2 separate regions of the Callithrix jacchus genome follow, and region 2 is linked to region 1. The links are chromatin contacts, called in public Hi-C maps. All regions are on one chromosome and are shown on one strand. The core of a region is the stretch at or near the end of the contact, and the rest is flanking DNA. Distances in the headings are between cores, read along the strand shown.

Evidence for each region. A called contact is a pair of places that touch in the nucleus more often than the background predicts.
Region 2: a Hi-C map of induced pluripotent stem cells shows a contact between it and region 1, with 2.7 times the contacts expected there. The contact joins the promoter of SLC35B1 here to the promoter of DLX3 in region 1. A contact is called at or near these places in 2 of 3 Hi-C or Micro-C datasets (induced pluripotent stem cells and skeletal muscle).

The regions. Positions count from the first base shown.
Region 1 is chr5:116,324,790-116,330,821 of calJac240_pri, forward strand. It overlaps DLX3 (distal-less homeobox 3), which reads left to right and starts at 3,145. Exons shown (of 3, transcript XM_002806852.5): 1 at 3,145-3,694; 2 at 4,756-4,946. The coding sequence starts at 3,370.
Region 2 is chr5:116,611,861-116,617,892 of calJac240_pri, forward strand. It overlaps SLC35B1 (solute carrier family 35 member B1), which reads left to right and starts at 3,574. Exons shown (of 9, transcript XM_002748445.7): 1 at 3,574-3,786; 2 at 4,414-4,517; 3 at 5,133-5,263; 4 at 5,573-5,603. The coding sequence starts at 3,683. It overlaps FAM117A (family with sequence similarity 117 member A), which reads left to right. Exons shown (of 9, transcript XM_078374217.1): 9 at 1-1,173. The coding sequence ends at 243.

The sequences.
Region 1 (6,032 bases), core at 1,895-4,394:
CAGGGTCAGCCCACTAGCTCGGTCCTCCTTCCCGAGTTCCTCCCGAGGCCTCTCTGTGAGCTTCTCTGCTATGCCAGTGTCCTCTGCTATGACATGATGCCTGGGTTCCAAGAAATAGCTTGCTTCAACCGGGTACCTTTTCTCAGTGCCAGAGACAGGGTGGGCAATGGGCTGTGACCTTGGCATTGGCCGGCACTGCCCTTTCTCCCTCCTACCAGACTCCCAGAGGCCCCTGATCCAGGCTGCCCCATGTCACCCCTCCACCAGGGGCAGGACCTGGCCAGGCTGACACCTGCTTGTTTTGTTATCCCTGGCGACGTGGGGTGGGTGGCACTAGTCCCACTGCATCCTCCGGCTACCTCACTATCCTAAGCTTACAGGTGTCTGCCCAGCAGTTGGTGGCTGCAGTCCTGCCGGCCTCAGGAGACCCTTGGGGCCTGCCCCCACCCTGCAACCCAACGACTGCCCCATGCTTCCGGCTGTCCTGACTCTGCTCAGCATGCATGAGCCTCAGCCAGCGGTCCAACGGGAGCTGGAGCAAGATGATCCTGCCCCTCTTCAGCATCAGGAAGCTTCATTTACTCGTTCAACAAGCATCCACTGAGCATGGTCCTCAGTATCTGGAAGGTAGTGGTGAAGTGGATGACACTCCCTGGCATCTTGGGGCACGTTATATAATGGGGGTAGGGGAAACGTGCTAACCTCACATTAGCAAGCTGTGGTTTAATTGCTTATCTAAGTTTCTACTGTTGCAGTTTCTATGAACTATGAACCATTTCCAGAACTCTTAGAATTTCAGAGCAGAGTGGAGCTTAGAAATTCTCCTAGGATAATCCTCCACCACTGCCCTTTCAAGATTCCAGGATTCCAGAATTCAGCCTAGGGCTCATTCTCTTTACTAAGGAGACAGGGCTTGGGGTAGTGAGGAAAGGTGAGGCTTCTGTGAGGGCCTGGGGAGGGAAGGAGGTGGCTCTAAGTCGCCTGCCACTTCTTGAACTCGGTTGATGAATGAACGAATGAATGAACCTCTGAGAAGGGCTCGCCCCATGCTGTCTGTTCTCTGTGGGGAGCTACAGTTAGCGAAAACAGAGGGCACCGTCTTCAGGGCGGGGCAGGGGAGCTCCAAAGCAGGCCCTGAACGCCTCCCCCGCTCCCATCCAGGGAGGGAGCCGGCCCGCCCAGTGCCCTTCCTGCCCCCAACGCCGCAGGCTCTCTTGGCGCCCTCTTGGCAGCAGAACAGAGGGCACCAGGAGCGGGTGGCAACTCGCCTCGCCACGGGCTCGGAGCGGCGGGCGCTGGGCGCTGGGGGGACGCGGAGATAGACAGACAGATAGCGCTCCCCTCGCTCGCCCCCGCCCCCACCTTTCCCACGCGGCGGCCTCGGGGAGAGGCCCAGACCCAGAGGGCACCCACCCCTGCCCCTCGGCCCGTGGACCCCGCCCTCTATTTCTGGGAACTGCAGCTCTCAAAATCCTTTGGACCCCCACCCCACCCCCCCGGCCGCCTGCTGCGCGAGTCTGACTTTGGAAAGAGGCACACTGCTCGGCCAGGCAGGGTCTTCGGAGGAGACCCCTCCCCGGGGCTCGGCCGGGAGCCGGGCTCGGGAGCTGCAGAGCCCGCAGGAACCACGAGGTGGCGCGCTAGCACTGAGTTTGCCCCGCGAGGTAGGGCTAGGGGACGAGGGGGAGCGAGCGGGGCAGGCTGGGAACTGAGATTTGGATTTTCTCCCCCAGAGAAGGGCGAAGAGCAAAATGGGGTGCGGGAAAGAGGAAGGAGCTAGACTTTGGGAACAGCTAGCATGACCTAGGGGGGCAGGCAGGACTAGAAGCGAGGGGTCCCCACGGAGGGGAGCCATTCCTCAGGGCTTTCTTTTCTGGTGGGAGAGGACTTCGGTGGAGCAGCCCAACTCCCAGCTACTGGGGATTCCGAAGGTACTGAGAGGTCTAGACACGTCTGCAAACAACCACACATCCACACACGGATGGCCCTCCACTCACGCTGCCTACACCCGTACACACGGCCACGCATCTTCACACACACTCCTGCACGAGTGTACATCCATGGATAATGTGGAACACATGAAGTCCTCACAGCACACACCCAAAGTACACGCGTCCCACGCACCCGATCCCTAAAAGTGTCCCCAGTCCCAGCGCTGTCCCATGATACACAGAATCTGCCCTCAGACTTATCACAGAGCAAGGCTGTGTCCACCCAAGCTCATGCGGACCCCAGGTCCCTTGCTCCCTTCAGCAAGACCGGGCTCTCTCTGAAACTGCACACACATAGCTTTGGAGATAGCTCTGGTATCACCAGACAGGCTGTACATACCCATCAACCCCTAAATCCACACAGGCCTGATTCCCCTTCTCCAATACCCTCTCCTTCTCCCAGGGCTAAATTATGCCTCTTGTAGGCTCAAGTCACTTTTGCCTGGTGGGCCCCTTCCTCCATGAAAAGAAAAAGTTTTTAATTACTTTTTGTAATTATGTAATACAACAGTAAGATAGCAATGACAGCATTGATATTGACAATATATTAATATCATACATTCAAACATCCTCTTCCACCTAAAAGGTGTTTTTGTTTTCTTCTGATTTTAAGATAAATTAAACCATTTTCAGGGGCCCTGAGTCCTCACCACTTTGGGCTCGTTGGTGTGCCAGTCATTCGCACAGGCATGCACACACACACACACACACATACACACAACTATACCCCACCTTAGACCACCTCCTTCCACAAACACCCAGTGGGCAAATTCCCCTCCTTCCCCACCCCCACCCCCCAAGCCCATCTCTCACCCGCCAGCCAGAGAAACAGACTGGCAGGTCCTGGGGGCTCCGAAGAACGACCCTTCCCCTCCACCTCCACCCCCTCCTTCAGAGAACTTATCTGAGCTGGAGCTACTAGAGTAGCAAGGAGTGTGTGTGTGTGTGTGTGTGTGTGTAACAACAAAGACTGGGGGAAAGAGGAGAGAGAGAGGGAAGAGAGAAGGGAAAGAGAGAGAGAGAAGAGCACAGGAGCGAGAGAGCAAGAGCGTGTTTTGCCTGGAAGGCAAGACTTGCAGCCAATCAGCGCATAGGAGCCTCCCTCGGCGACTCCAAAATTGAGTCTATAACCGGCTGGCCGGGCGGAGCTGGCAGCATTTGACTGTGGCTTGGGACGCGAGGAGAGGCGCGCAGCGACCGCCTGACGGCCCGCGATGGTGTAAGCGCCTCTCGGCCTCCCCCTCCCCTAGACGCGGCCGGATCCTCCCCTCGCCCTCTGGACACACACCCCTGCCTCGTCTTCTCCGCTTTACCTGCTCTCCCATCCGCTCCTGTCCTCCACGGAGGTCAGCGCTGGGGAGGTGCAGCGCCCGCCAGGATGAGTGGCTCCTTCGATCGCAAGCTCAGCAGTATCCTCACCGACATCTCCAGCTCCCTTAGCTGCCATGCGGGCTCCAAGGACTCGCCCACCCTGCCCGAGTCTTCTGTCACTGACCTGGGCTACTACAGCGCTCCCCAGCACGATTACTACTCGGGCCAGCCCTATGGCCAGACGGTGAACCCCTACACCTACCACCACCAGTTCAATCTCAATGGGCTTGCAGGCACCGGCGCTTACTCGCCCAAGTCGGAATATACCTACGGAGCCTCCTACCGGCAATACGGGGCGTACAGGGAGCAGCCGCTGCCAGCCCAGGATCCAGGTGAGGACCACGGGGTCACCAGGACAGTGGGAGACACTGGAAGGTTCCGGAGGGAGGAAAAGGCATGGACCGGAACCCAAAGTCTAGGAAACGTCTAAGAAAAGTACGGCCTGGAGTTAGAGAAGCTGGCCTAGATGACCCCCAGAGGGACCAGGCGACCTTCCAGCCCCGGGTCTGCGAGCATTTGGGGCGCGATGAGCGCGGTGCGCCGCGGTCTCAGATGAGGATCGGGGTGAGCTGAGAGAGGAAGGGGAGGGCTGTGGGTTGTCAGGGAACCTCCGAATCGAGGTGATTTCTTGGGCATTTCAGCAGGAGATCCTCGATCAGGTCTCAGAGGGGTTGGGGGTAGGCGGCGGGGGGCTGGAAGCTCTGGGGTCCTCCTTTGGATAAGCGATGGGGAGACGGGGAGTCGTGAGGGGGCAATGAGAGGGACCTACGGAAGTTGCGGGAAAGCGGAAGGAAGCAGCGACTAAGAGGCAGAGAAGCTGAAAAAGGGAAAAGTGAAGGCAGCAAGAGAGAAGTGTGGAAAGACAGTGAAACAGGAGAGAAGGCGGGCAGGGAGGAAGGGGGACAGGGAAAGAAAGAAAGAAAGTCTGTACTATCCTTGCAACTTTTTGGAAAATCTAAAGCGATTCTAAACTGAAACGTTTTTTAAAGGGCGGGGGGTGGACGGGAAGGAGCCAGAGAAACAACCGACGGCTAGATGGGGCTGGGCAGGGGGCGGCCAGCAGCCGGGCGGCGAGGAGCCCTGAGGCCGGCAAGCGAGCTGGGAAGGCGTCGTGAGCAAAGCCGTGGCGGTCCTCGCCCAGGAGGCGGGTGACGCCGGGGACAGTGCTCCGGGGGCCGGGCGCCGAGCTGGGAGCGCCGCGTCGTGGGCGGCGGCCGGGTCCGGCTCTGTGGCCGCGGCTTCCTCCTGGGCAGCGGGCGGCGGAGCGCGAGGCCGGGAAGCCCGCGACGAGTCGGTGGGCGGAAGGGAGGGGCGTCCTGCGGGGCCCTGGAGGGTGGTAGGAGTCGCAGGCCGAGGCTGAGCCGCCCCTCTCCCGCCCGTGCGTTCCCCGCAGTGTCGGTGAAGGAGGAGCCGGAAGCTGAGGTGCGCATGGTGAATGGGAAGCCCAAGAAGGTCCGAAAGCCGCGCACGATCTACTCCAGCTACCAGCTGGCCGCCCTGCAGCGCCGCTTCCAGAAGGCCCAGTACCTGGCGCTCCCTGAGCGCGCCGAGCTGGCCGCGCAGCTGGGCCTCACGCAGACACAGGTTGGTGTTTGGCCGTCCAGGGCCGTGTGGGCACGCGAGACCCCGTAGTTCCCCAGGCGCCGCCGAGCCTGGCTGGCCGTTAAGGACCCTGCAGGCTCCTGGAACTCTTGCCTGTGGGATGGGGACCTGCGAGGTTCAAGTTCGGTCGGAAAGTTCTGCGTTAGCACGTGTACAAGTGAACACAGTTGCGAACGCGTGCAACTGTGTGCATCCGTCCCGCGGAGAGGTGCCCTCCTTCCTCTACTCCAGAATCCCCAGCTCCCAAGTCTCCCAGCAGTGCTGGTCACTTAGTAGAAGTCCACATCGTGTTTTCCCTCCACACTAGGAATGTGTGCAGGGTGTCTGTGTGCACGTAGGCGAGTGTGTTTGCACACGTACTGTGTGGATCTGCACCACGCAGGGGAGAATGCTCACATGAGGAGTTCGATCCTGCCAGGGTCATTGTGGGTCAGGATGGGCCACGTGTGTGTGGCTGTGTGCCTGGGTGAATGCAGGTACAGAAATACATACTTGCATCAAAACACCACATTCCAGCTCAGCACCTCAATACTCGACCCCTACCTCTGCCAAGAGCAGAGAGGCCAAATTCCCTGTCTGGAGGAGATGGGGACACAAAATGAGTGCCCCACCCCCACCCCCAGCCAGTCCCTGAAGCCCCCAGCAGGCTGTCACGGCCCCGGGGAGGAGCAGTGGACGCCTGGCTCACTCCAGGTGTTGACAGGCGGGCCTAGGTTGCGGCTGTGGCTGCGTGGGGCCCCGTCCGCCGGGAATCTGGGTCACCTGGTGAGGAGCTGATTCATTGTTTGTACCAGTCATGGGGTGGGGAGTGGCAGGGGGAGGGGGAGATACCCCAGGGTAAATTTGGGGAATCATGGCTCACCTGCTCCTGAGTCCCTAGGTCACCCCCATTACCCAGCCTGAGCCCAGGAGGAGTTCCCCACTCCTGTGTGAATGTGGGTGCTCATGTTGTGGGGTGCTTATCTGGGTGTATCTGTGTCTGTGTGTATTTTTATAGAATGGTGTCTGTGTGTACACTGTGAGTGGGAATATGGCTGGGTATGGAGACGCGTATGTGGGTGTGTTTGT
Region 2 (6,032 bases), core at 2,324-4,823, 290 kb after region 1:
TTCAACCCGACTGGCTCGGCCTTCTGCCCGGTCAGTCTGATGAAGCCCCTCTTCCCCGGCATGGGCTTCATCTTCCGTAACTGCCCCTCAAACCCGGGGTCTCCCCTTCCCCCGGCCAGCCCCAGGCCACCACCTCGGAAGGATCCAGAGGCCTCCAAGACCTCCCCACTGCCCTTCGAGCCATGGCAGCGCACCCCACCATCAGAAGAGCCTGTGCTTTTCCAGAGCTCCTTGATGGTCTGAGGGTCCCACCCCTGCCCCACTTTACCATAGAGACCAGTGCCTTGGTGGCAGGTCCCTCCCCAGGTCCCCTGGATGGGGTATGGAGGAGCCCTTCCCTCTCGGCCTTCGAGCACTTTCACTTATTGTGTCAAAGCCCTGGGTCCTCGTTTTGATGGGCACCGGCCCCTCTGAATGTGAGGGGGTCTGCCTTCTCCACTAGCAGCTGGGCAGCTCACAACTCACACCTGTGTACCTGCCACATCCCTCACTTGGTGGAAAACACCCAGAAGGTCTTGAGTCCCCCAACCCTGGGTGTCAGTCCAAATGACTGTATAGGAGGCCCTTATTTTTGTCACAGAGCAAGCTGGCCATGAACGAAGGAGAGAGGATGCCACAGATTTCCTTCCCTCTCCACAGTCACACAAGAGGAGACCCGAAGGTAGATTCCCTGTCCTCTCAGCCCTATCCCCATGCCTCCCTCTCACTGGAGGGGCTGACCAAAGCAGGCCTAAAGGCCCTAACACTTGACCAGTTCAGCTGCTGGCACAGGGAGGAAACAAGCGTTTTCCCAAGTGGCATTTTCATCTCGCTTTCACCCTGACTAAAGATTGTCTTAAGTAGCAGCCCAGCCCGCCCAGCCCCAGGTGGGTAGTGGGGAGGAGAGCTGGCATTCCTCCAGGTGGCAAATGGCGACTCTATACTCTCCGCCCACCCCAGGGCTGGATTGGATTAGAAAAATGCCTATTTTTCTTGTATTGATGTAGAAACTCTATTTTCTCCCAAAGACACTATTTTTGCAGCTGTTTGAAGTTTGTATATTTTCCGTACTGCAGAGCTTACACAAAATTGAAGAATGTTAATGTTCAAGTTTTCTTATCTTGTGTTTAGAGGTTGTTTTTTTGCAGATCTTGGTATTATAGACCAAATAAATAAATAAATAAATATTCCCAGCAGCTTGAAGTTCTGTTAAATATTTGGGGAAGGAGGGATGGGGTGGAGATTGAGTATTGACAATTTCATCTTTGTCTTCAAGAGAAGGAGCATCAATTTCCACATCTGGGTGTTACGGCTGCACAGAGTTCCCTCTGGACACCATGCTTGCATACTTTACATGGACATATAAACAGACCCATGAAAAGACTGTCCAGAATGAAGAGTATAGTTTGTTCTAGAGGTGGGGTGAGGGAGTCATTGGGGAAGTTATCCATTCTAGTGTGAGTCCGAAAAACCTCCCTGAGGAGAATGGATTTCAAAGAGGAAAAGCAGGTGACCAAGGGAAGACAGTTTGACATTGTGGGTGTTCCTTGCACTGGTTGGATCTCTTGACAGTTTTGGGGAAGCTTTGGCTCATCTCAGGGAGTACCCACAACACAGTGTGCAGCCTTGAAGGGAACAAAGAAACTATACAAAAATACTATTCTTATCCTTTCGCAGCCTTTATAATGCTGCGCCTGTAAGAGCTCTTAGGCTTTGGTGGAAAATAGGAATAACCATCTCAATATTTTGATGGTACTTTGGAATTTCCAAAGCATTTTCGCAAAAGACACATCCCCATTATATGGGTGAAAGTTGACTACTCCAAGGGCAGTCAGTACAGTTGTATCTCCATAAGACCAGACAACAAACTTCTAAACCGGCTATCCCAACCACCTTTCATGGTGGAGGGGCTCATTAATTGGGCTCATAACGAGCTCACTAATTGAGCTGGTAAGAACCAACTACCATGTTAAGTGCTTTATATAAAATGTTATCAAGATATGACAACCACCCAGTAAGAGTAATATGGTAAGTCCCACTGGATAATCATGGAAGGACAAATAGATTGAATAACTTGACCCCAAAAGACACAGATAGGAAGTGGGGGAGCTGGGATTGGAAACGATCATTTGAATCCAGTGCCCATGTTCTAACCACAGCGCTCTCTTGCTTGTTATTGTATTCCCATTAATTTCACGTGAGGAAAGTTGACTCAGAGGACAAGGGAATTCTTTGAGGTCCCAGCTGGTAAAGAGGTAGAGCTGGTAGGTCTCTCCTCCCCGTTATTTGCATCGCTGGCTAAGCCAGTAGAGTAAGCTACTGAGCAAGAGAGCAAATATATGGGGATTCCCACGCCACTAATATCCAGGAGACAGTGGGCTGGGGACAGACCCCATCTTCTATCCCTTATCCCTCCCTCTAAAAGACTTCTGGCTCCCCCGCAAAGCCTTAGTGAGTCAGGCACAGAGTGATGGGTGTGGTGCTGCCCAGTATTTCCTTCCTTTGGCTGAGGCTGTGCCAACAGAGAAGGCTGCTAGAAGAGAAGGTCCAGAGTCCACCTGGTGGCCGGAGATTTGGGCCAATTACTAAGTAGGGGGTTGGAGGTAGCAGTGGGAAGATCTGAGGTCAGTCTTGCCCTGGCAATTCGTGCCAGCAGGTGGAGACCCAACACTTGCATGAGGAAGGGGTCCAACGAGGAGCTCATCACTGGGAAATATTCAGGAGTGTGGCTGAAGGGTTTACGCCATTGTTGGTGAGTTCTTAAGACTTGGAAGAAAACCGAATTCAATAGGCTTCCATTTCCACCCCTCGATGTGAGGAAATAAGATTAGGGATGAGAAAGAGTGATGACTAATAACACCTTAAACTTACACAGCATACTTTACAGTTTACAAAACAATTTCACCAACTTCAGCTCATTTGCTCCTCAGAACAGTCAAGAAGCGACAAGATGGTTATTACTAATCATCTCTAGTTTCCAGACCTGGAAAACTCTGGCTCAGAACTTTGGTGATAGGGGTAGGTTACCCCGCCTTTAAGTGACCAAGCCGAGACTTCCTGTGCGGCTCTCCTGCTTGGAAGCCTAGCTATGTGCCCAGAAATGAGCAGGTAAAGTCGCTGACGCAGGGCAGCCCCTAGAGGGCGCTGAGGCTCCAGTAAGAGATTTTGGCGTTAGGACCCACCAGAAGCCTGGTCGCCCGCCGCGGAAAAGACGATTGGATTTGCTCGGCCTGCCGCACCTCCTCCTTCCCCCACCCACCTGCCCGTCTTCGCACAGCGCAGCCAATTGGTGGCCTCCACATCTTTATACGTCATTATTCTACGCCCGGATAGCTCCTAAGGCACCCAGTGGTGCTGTGGGTTGCAGTTGTCCTCAGCATTGCCTGATTGGGAAAAATCTCCAGGGCAGGGCATTAATCTCGAGGCAGCCGGCTCCTCTGGCCCGCAAGGATGGAGTTAAGGTCCTAGGGCTGGTTTTCTTTCCTAGGAAGTGGTTGCTGCTTTCTGAGGAGTTTTCCCCTCGGCAGCCCTGAGCTGGCAGTTCTGGTAGTGACTGCAGGGCCCTGCTAGACGGCGGTCGCATGCAGCTCCTATGAGGCCCCCGCCGCCGGTCGGCGATGTCCGGCTGGAGCTGTCGCCTCCGCCGCCGCTGCTGCCGCTGCAGGTTGTGAGCGGGTCTTCAGTCGGCTCCTCAGAGCGTCTCATGGCCTCTAGCAGCTCTCTGGTTCCCGACCGGCTGCGCCTGCCGCTCTGCTTCCTGGGTGTCTTTGTCTGCTATTTTTACTATGGGATCCTGCAGGAAAAGATGTGAGCGACCCCCGGGGCGAGCCGACATTCTCTTCCCAGCCTGTGACAGCGGTCTCGTTCTTTCCTCTTGTCTTCACGCCCGGCTGTCGCCCTCCTAGCACCCCGCTACTTTTGCAGCTACGGCTGAGCCTACCCAGAATTCCAGAATTCCAGGGTTATCTTCTAGATTCTCCGGATTTGGTCATTTTCTTAGCTGTTTTTCCCCGGCTTGGTTCTAAGGGACTGCGTTTTATGGGCTGAGACTTCTACCCCGCAAACAGAACCCGAGTCGGCCCCTTTTTGGTACTCCCAGATGCTTGCAGATAGCCTATTCGCCTTCGGCCTTGCTGCCCAAATACCTCTCCTTCCTGCCTGGGGTACCCGATTTCGCTATCTCGTTTTCCATGTTTCCTCTCCGTCTTTTTCGGATATTCTTTCCCTAGGCTATGGAATCAGCACGCTGGGGTGTCTGGTTTCTAGATCCGGTAAAATCAGCCCCTTTTGCAGACAAGCCTAGTGGTCCTTACAGATTCTCCGTAAATCCAGAGCGGCAAGATAATAAAGTTTCTAGTGGCTCTCGATATATTAGATGACAGTGAGTGAAGTCTACTAATTTCTCCTCTCTTTTCTCATGCATTTCATTTCTAGAACAAGAGGAAAGTATGGGGAGGGAGCCAAGCAGGAGACGTTCACCTTTGCCTTAACTTTGGTCTTCATTCAATGTGTGATTAATGCCGTGTTTGCCAAGATCTGTGAGTACCTAGATAGTAATTTGTTGGGTACCCCACCACCCCAAACCCCTTCAGTATTCTGGGCATTAAGCATTGATTTAACCTTAAAGGCTAACTCATGATCTCCACCCATTTAGTACTTACACAGCCTCTCTGTGAAGTCTGTAAAACTAATGACTTTGAAGTGGAGTAAAATATTATTTCTCCAATTTTTACCAACTTCTGAGTTAGAAGTACTCAGAGAATCAGTCTTCTGTATTCCAAATCTCCACTGAAAATACTTAAAACATTTTTTTCTTTCCCTTTGAGTTTCTTTTGTGTGTCAGCTTCAAGCATTCTTTGAGCAATTCTCTCTTTGTTCCCTGGGGACTAGCAGCAGGGTTGACTGGTCCCTTGAACTGAATGAGGCCCCCACCTCCACCCTGCGTGTGGTCTTCTGTTAGGCTTAGGAGAATTGGAAAGATGAATAATTTTCAGAGATTTCCCAGTATAAGAGGACAGAAATAGCTGTGTCTTATTTGACAGGCAAATTCCTTTCATGTGGCTTCAGCTTTGCTTAGTGGTCCATCCTAGCCCCACCAGGTTTCTCTTGTTTTTTTTTTTTTTCTTTCTTTCTCTTTTTTTGTCTTCTCCCAGTGATCCAGTTTTTTGACACTGCCAGGGTGGATCGTACTCGGAGCTGGCTCTATGCTGCCTGTTCTATCTCCTATCTGGGTGCCATGGTCTCCAGCAACTCAGCACTACAGTTTGTCAACTATCCAACTCAGGTGAAACTTCAGGGTGTGATGACAGTTGGCTCAGAAATCATTTGGAAAGGACTAAGGGTTCTTCCCTCAGGTCTGTGAGTTATAAAATAAATAAATAACAGTCCTGTGAGAGTGTTTGAGAAATTTGGAGTGTATAGGACCACAGAATTTGGGTTTAGCGGTGGTGGGTTGGACCATGATACGGCTGCTTTCTGAGGCTGAGGTCTCTGGTACAGGCCCTGTGCTTACTCATCTTAATCAGCGTGGTACCTAGCATAGTACCTGACACATCACAGATGCTCAGAAATTATTTGCTGGATTTAATTTCAGGTCCTTGGTAAATCCTGCAAGCCAATCCCAGGTAAGCAAAGATGGTCTTCCTCTTCTAACTCTTCCTATAGTAAGCTCTCTCTTTCTCTGCTAGAACTCTGTGTCCCTCTCAGCTTCATCATCCTGTCATGGCTATCTCCAGGGACTTTCCGCCACCTCTCCCCGCTGCCCATCTTGTCATCTGTGTCACTTCCTGTGATGTTCATAGGCTGGTAATCCCTAACGGGAGCTAGCGGCTGACCTAGCCCGCTTCACTTGGTCAGTTTCCATGTTGTATGTGTTTACACTGTCCTTAGACAGCCTAGTTCCTATTTTGATCATCAGTTTCTTTGTCTCAACTTCTTTTCCTTCTCCACTGTTCCCCACCCTTGCCCTGTGCCTTCCTGGAATTTTTAACCTTTGTTCTCTACCTCTTCCCTGTCTTATACTTAACCCTGTTGCTCAATCTTCATCTAGGTGC